2 separate regions of the Mus musculus genome follow, and region 2 is linked to region 1. A link is a contact called in public ChIA-PET data. All regions are on one chromosome and are shown on one strand. The core of a region is the stretch at or near the end of the contact, and the rest is flanking DNA. Distances in the headings are between cores, read along the strand shown.

Evidence for each region. ChIA-PET counts read pairs in DNA pulled down with a chosen protein or histone mark.
Region 2: a contact with region 1 is called in an SMC1A ChIA-PET map of the G1E-ER4 cell line, with 5 read pairs. The contact joins the enhancer-like site here to the promoter of Uhrf2 in region 1. A contact is called at or near these places in 1 of 15 datasets of contacts at CTCF or cohesin (the G1E-ER4 cell line), 7 of 484 Hi-C or Micro-C datasets (the C3H10T1/2 cell line, the G1E-ER4 cell line, Th17 cells and 3 more), 8 of 115 datasets of contacts at active chromatin or transcription factors (the 230-238 cell line, CD8 T cells, bone marrow-derived macrophages and 3 more) and 3 of 9 other capture datasets (adipose tissue, liver and pancreatic islet).

Annotation. Positions count from the first base shown.
Region 1 is chr19:30,028,833-30,032,051 of GRCm38.p6, reverse strand. It overlaps Uhrf2 (ubiquitin-like, containing PHD and RING finger domains 2), which reads right to left and starts at 1,539. Exons shown (of 16, transcript NM_144873.2): 1 at 1,121-1,539. The coding sequence starts at 1,273.
Region 2 is chr19:30,074,850-30,078,068 of GRCm38.p6, reverse strand. Uhrf2 (ubiquitin-like, containing PHD and RING finger domains 2) reads right to left here. Exons shown (of 16, transcript NM_144873.2): 6 at 2,799-2,985; 7 at 1-55. Among named protein-coding and RNA genes, the nearest start is that of Uhrf2, 46 kb to the right of the region's middle. Within about 2 kb of position 1,743, at least 2 of the 459 cell types and tissues checked have an H3K27ac peak or open chromatin away from gene starts, as enhancers often do. A contact at or near this core is called in the G1E-ER4 cell line, where this site is marked.

The sequences.
Region 1 (3,219 bases), core at 290-2,789:
GGCCTTCCAAACACTTTACCAAAACCCTGGCTTTTTCTTGCCGGTTGTATAATCTGTTACTTAGAAAATTTTGACCAGTCTGAGAAGTTGTAAATCTGTAAAGGGAACAAAAATATTCCTTCTAAACCCTTTGTGGCTTATAGGCTACTTCCATCGAATCAGAGAGAACTGCACTTAATTCAAAACTCAGGACTGGAGCCAAACTGTGGTCAACTGACTGCAGGATGCCAACTTTTTTAGTGGACTAAAGACAAAGGCAAGAAAAACAATGTGGGTCTGGGTGTCTAATCATAAGACTCTGAGACTTACTGGATAGGAAACGTCTTAGCCTCATCAGGCAGAGCCTTACTTAAAATTAACGGAGATGCCCACAAGCACCCTTGTGGCCCAACACAACTTTCTGGCTTTTTTTGAATTACTGCTGATTATGCTGAAAGGTTTGAGTTGAAAGCCCGAACTTAGGGGACACACAAAGATGAGAGGTAAAGTTTATGGGGAAATAATCTGTCCGTATATTCAACAGACTTAAACCCGACTTCAGGTTACAAACATCGTTCCTTAAATTAGAGGTCTCTGATCTTTTACAGAACAAATCCCCAGTCTGAGACTGACGACAAGGAAGGAGGGGCACGCATTCTACCACCGTTCCGATGTTCAGTGTTCAAATCCTTCTAGTGAGGAAACAGGGATAAGGTGCTTCCCTTTCCACGTCGCATCTAGGAGCCGGGGGCACGGAAAAGAAGCAAGTCCTTAGAGGAGTCGGAGACGGCGCTGCGAATAAAGCCAGCTCGTCCCTCCCGCGCCCCGGCATGGCTGCCGGAGCCTGTTGCCTTTCCAGGCTCCGATCCCCCCCCCCCCCAAAGGCGGGAAGAGGATCCCCCAGGACCCTCGGAGGCTATGTCCGTGGCCGCTGCCAGCGACAACACCGCGTCCCGCACCTTCCGACCCGCTAGGCGCGCTTGGGGGGAGGGGGGGGGCAGCCGCAGGCCCGAGCTCCAGGCCCCGCATCCCGCGCCCCGCCAGCGGCCCATCCCGAGCACAGCGGGGCGCAGCCCTGGACACCCAGCCTCGTCCCGGGGCGCCGGCTGCTCGCGCCCGGGCTCCCCGCGGGGCGCCTCACCTGCTTGCCCCGGTAGAACAGGCGCTGGCACTCGGGCCTTACATCGAAGAGCGCCCAGACCCGCTCGCGCAGCTCCTCGATGGTGGCTTTGCGAGAAACGTCCTCGATGGTGCGCGTCTGGGAGCCGTCGATGGTGCGGACCTGGATCCACATCGCGGCGGCACGGGGACAGGGGACCAAGCCCCTTTGTCTGGCCCTGCGCTCGGGCCGCCGCGCCGCGCCCCGCCCGGTCCCCGCCGCCTCCCCGGGAGGATCCGGTTCTCTGCGGCGGCGACTCGGCGAACGCGGGTGCGGGCGAGGACTGACGCTCTTAGACCGCGCGACCGCCCGCCCGCCCCTCCTCGGTGGAAGGAAACCGGAACCCGCCCGAGGTGCGAGCGCAGCCCGCGCCTCACAAATAGGAAGGAGCCATGGCTCGGCGGCGCGCACTGTTTACTTATAGAGATGCAGCTCCCACATGGAGGTCACGGCGCCAACCCGGATCTCGCGAGATCCACGCGGGGCTCCGCCCCACGCACAGCCTGGGGGGCGCTAATATGGGAGGGGGCGGGGCCTCCAGAGCCGTTACTCGGAGGAGGGCGGGGTTGGGCAGGCTCGCCGAGGCCAGCTCGCCCTGTGCCCTCGTTGTCGTTGGTCACCTCGCAGTCTCCTGAGGCCTAGACTCCATGGTCTCAAAAACGCACGAACAATAGCTAGCCGTGCTGCGCGCTGGCGTGAGCAAGAAATGGGGATGCAGCCTACGTTCCCGAGACTTCACACCAGGGTGTGCGCCCGCCACGCGGCCTCTCCCGGGGCGCGTCGGCTTGATGGACGTGCTTCCCGCCGAGGAAACCCGCTTCCGGGAGGCCCCAGGGCAGAGGCCTCGCACCCACGTTTCCCGACCGGAGAGCCGGAGCGGGAGCTGGACCTGACCGAGTGGGCCTTCTGCGCTAAGGGCGCCTTTAGCCGCAGGGATCCTGGCTTTGCAGGACTGTACACCTCCGATCCAAAAATCCGGAGATCCCAGGGCGGGATACGGCCCCCACACTCAGGGGACCCATCCAAAAATGGAAGACTTAAGAGAGAAAGCAAAGCAAACGCATTATCTTACATTCACCGGTATCCGTAATGTCAGTACTAATCATTCCCATGAGGATAAGAGGCACAACTTTGTAACAACCAAATTGATTAGTCAAGATGGCCTAAATGGAAATACAGGAAGAGTGAAATGTGCGTCAGCTCGAGATATGAATATATATATATATACCTAGAGCCTCTAAGTTACCTCGACAGCTTCCTAGTTAACTAAAACATTTAGTTGATAAGGCAACAGATACATCTGAGAACATCTAATCTGACCCATGAAGGGATCAACTATTTGTTGTTACAAGGATATGCTAGGGTCTCGGGCTGTTATTCGTGGTGCACTGCCAACGGTGTGCTGCAGTCTGAAGCCTTGAGTCTTGGGCTCACGGGTTGGGACGCGCGAGAATTGCAGTCTTTCTGTTTAACTGTGATCTTGAACAAACTGCTTCAATTTCCTCCAGGTAAAATAGTGCTCATAAACACCGAGGGAATGTTAGCTTCCTTGCCACTCCCTTAGTAGCACACAAGAAGGTATTTTAGAGCTTTTGTTATTAAGAGAATTTAGATAAACTGGGAATATTCAAAGAAGATAGGGTGCTTAAGCAAAGACTGGGAGTGCATTTTCACACATCAGAAGACACTACACTTCTGAGAGAGGTTGACTAAATAATGAAGGGCAAGTGTGAACATTAGCATTCAAAGACTTTTGTAGGCCTCCCGGGGAAACCTGGGCTTTTTGAAATGTGCATTGATGTGTTTAAGTATTTAGAATGACAATAGAACAGAGTGCGGAAGGAGGCCTTAGGGAAAAAAGCAAGCTGTGGGAAGGTGAGAGAGGCTGAAATTTAGCCAAGAGCCAACTGTTGTCCATTTTGGAAAAATTAGAGATAGTGAGAAGAATAAATTGTTGAGTGTTCTAGGAAACCCAGCTCCTGAAAGTTGTAGAATTTGTGAATGTGAAAAGGGAAGAAAATGGAATGAGTTCCATTTGAGTTGTGTGGCATTTGAAATATATCTCAAATGTGCCTACAGTG
Region 2 (3,219 bases), core at 494-2,993, 46 kb before region 1:
TCTCTCTCCAGCCTTTACCACCTCACTGGAGTCAGTTTTACAGGAAGGACAATACCTTAACAGAAAAAAGACAAAACAAGCAATGTCTGGCAACTAAGACCAGTGACAGAATAATGGCCTTACTACATTAGGGCAAGTATTAAGGTAATACTGGGTTAGACTACAGAGTACCAATTGTCACTAACTTCTCAAAAATATTCACAGGATAAAAGCTAATAGTAAAAAAAAAAAAATCTTATTTTGCTTCTAAAGTATTTCAAGATTTTGTATTATCCACCCTGAAATTCAGTGCAAAAGTCTGGAGTGTGGGAGAGGAACGTAATGCTTATTCTTGTTACCAACTCTAATAAAATATTCACCTGAAAAATCTCATTAAAACTAAAGGAAAAGGAATCCAACAGTTAAAAATGCAACAAATACATCTTCCCATCTAGCCCGGTTATTAGAACTCTCAAAAGAAAAAAGAAAAAAGAAAAAAGAAAAAACATATACAAGCGGCCAGTGATAGCGCAGTAAAAGTACAGGGTCTCTGCCACCAAGAACCAAGATAGCTAACCCAAGACCAATCCTGGGACTCAGATGGTGAAAGGAGAGAAACGACTGCCTCAAGTTTTCTCTAAACTTCACACTTACACTGTATCACATCAACACACAATAAATAATTAAAACGCAATCTTCATGGATGTATATGAGTGTGTGTGAATGGTATAGTTTTTGGGCAGAGCTATGAGCAAAGCCCTGGGTTCAAGTCTCACCATCACAAAGTCTAATCCACCATAGTCAATGCACAAGACAGCATCTTTAGATCTGCCACAGCTTTCTGTACTTGTTGGTCCTTTCTCACAAACTGCATTAATACTTTCCAAAAACCTTGTGTAGGGAATGAAATATCAAAAACTGGGAGAGTCAAGAGATACCAACAAACAATAATTCACTGCCAAATTCATCTTACATTTGCCTCTTTCATAATTATGTTTTCCATATAAGTTTTAGAGGAAAGAGTACATCTATGCCCACTCCTATGTCACTCCTGATTATGAAAAGTAACTGCACGATTGGGGAAAAATGCAAATGTTTTAGTTCCCGCAACTTGAAAAAAAAAAACAGATTTGAAAAGTCATCAAATATAACAGTTTTTTTCCCACTATACACACTTCCACCAAAACAAGGAATAAGTATGAGATGAGACTTCAGAAGTTACGAGCCATGTGATCATGGAAGTCAGTGGGAGGAAGAAGCAGAAAGGAGTCAGAGCCCTCCTCCATTTTGTTGTTTTAATTTTTAAAAGTGGGATGGCTCGCCCCACAAACCCCTTCCCGTGTGTGTGTGTGTGTGTGTGTGTGTGTGTGTGTGTGTGTGTGTGTGTGTGCGTGCCCGCTCGTGGAGATGAGAAGATAACAAAGTTGGGTCTATTGTTCTACTGTGTGGGTCCCAGGGATTGAACTCGGTCAACCCTGACATAATATCCTTATCTACTTAACCATGTCACCGGCCCCTTTCCTTCATCTTTATACCCCTGTGGTTTCTGTAGTAACACAGCCATCATGCTTGCAATGAGCCTACAAAAAGACTACAGGAAAGAAGAGCTGTCTGTTCGTCACACTGATACTAGCTAGCCACTTAGGGTATCAGTATTCTTGACTAGTACACCCCTTGCTTTAAAACCTTCCACGGCAGAAGAGGGATGGTCCCGAAGAAACAGCTCAGTTGTTAAGAGCACACACTGCTCTGTCAGAAGACCAGAATTTGATTTCTAACACTCTCATCAGAAGGCCCACAACTGCCCAAAACTCCAAGGAATCCTACATGCATGCACAGAATTTTAAAAAATACTTTACAAGATTCCTTAATGTGATTATTTAAAAGTTTACTATAAATTTGGCTAGGTACCTTTCCCTAATCTTTCATTAGTGGTTTGTTTCTAACTACAACTACACAAGTAATTTTAGATTACAGCAAGTATATTTAATCTTAGAGCCTTGTTCTACTTAAGAACTTCCTAAAAATTAGACACACTATCCATATAAAACACTGCTGGTATATGTTAAATATTTAATTCCTGAAGGATGAATACTACAGTGAAGGTAAGCGCAATGCTTTCAAGAAGAATCAAGTTTGAAAACAGAGACAAGACTATGACTTAAAGAGATGAAAGACACTGAATCTGGATAGAATGTAGGGTATTTAAGGAAATAGGGAGAAAAACAGCATGGTAAGACAGACTGAAAAACAACTAAGGGGTGTCATTCCAGGTCCTTTAATGCAGCTTAAAGCCTCAAAAGCAAAGGCTAGCAACCAAGTCTGCATTTCTGAATGACTCCATACTCCGGCAGGACCATAAATCCAAGTCTATAAATTTAGAAGCCAGTTCAGAGTTGTACAGTAAGTTAATAAAGGTATCAATGCCAAGTGACCACCAGCTATGGCACTTTAAATACTTTAATGTACCATGTATCTTTAGATATCCATGCTTGACCAGGAGTGGTGGCACAGTCCGGTAATTCAAGACCCTGGGAGGCAGAGGCAGGCAGATTTCTACCAGTTTGAGGCCAGCCTGGTCTACAGACAAGCTCCAGGCCAGCCAGGGCTACGTTCTAAGAAACTATCTGAAGAAAAAGAGAAAGAGGAAGGAAGAACGGTTGGTTGGATGGATGGATGGATGGATGGATGGGCAGAAGGATAGAAGGACAAATGGAAGGGACGGAGGGAGGGAGGGAGAAGAAATATCCACTCTTTGAAGATTCATTTTGATTATTTGTAGAAAAACAAAACAGAAGACAAAGCCCTGGTGACAATACCAGTATTCCTCTTCCGGGACTTTGTCCAGAGGTGGGCTCAGGCAGTAAATGTGATAGGCCATATTGCACTCGTCACACAGCAGCTGCATGTTGGGGTCCCGCTTCTCTCCACACTTATGACACGAACACATGTGACAGGTCTTATCTGGGTCTCCACCACACAGGTCACATTCAGGGTCATTTTTCCCTATAAAGAACAAAATTAGGGAAATGTTACTGTTTTGTATCTATTAGTCACATAAAGACAGTGCTCTTAACTACTGAGCTATCTCTCTAGCTCTTTATATATATTTAAAAAATCCATTGAAACAGTATACAACTTTTTAAAATAAAAAAACAAGCAAACAGGTGCCCCCTCCAAAAAAAAAAATCCAGGGTGAGGTTTAATAAGCACCTCAGGACTAGAGCTGGCTCAGGGGGT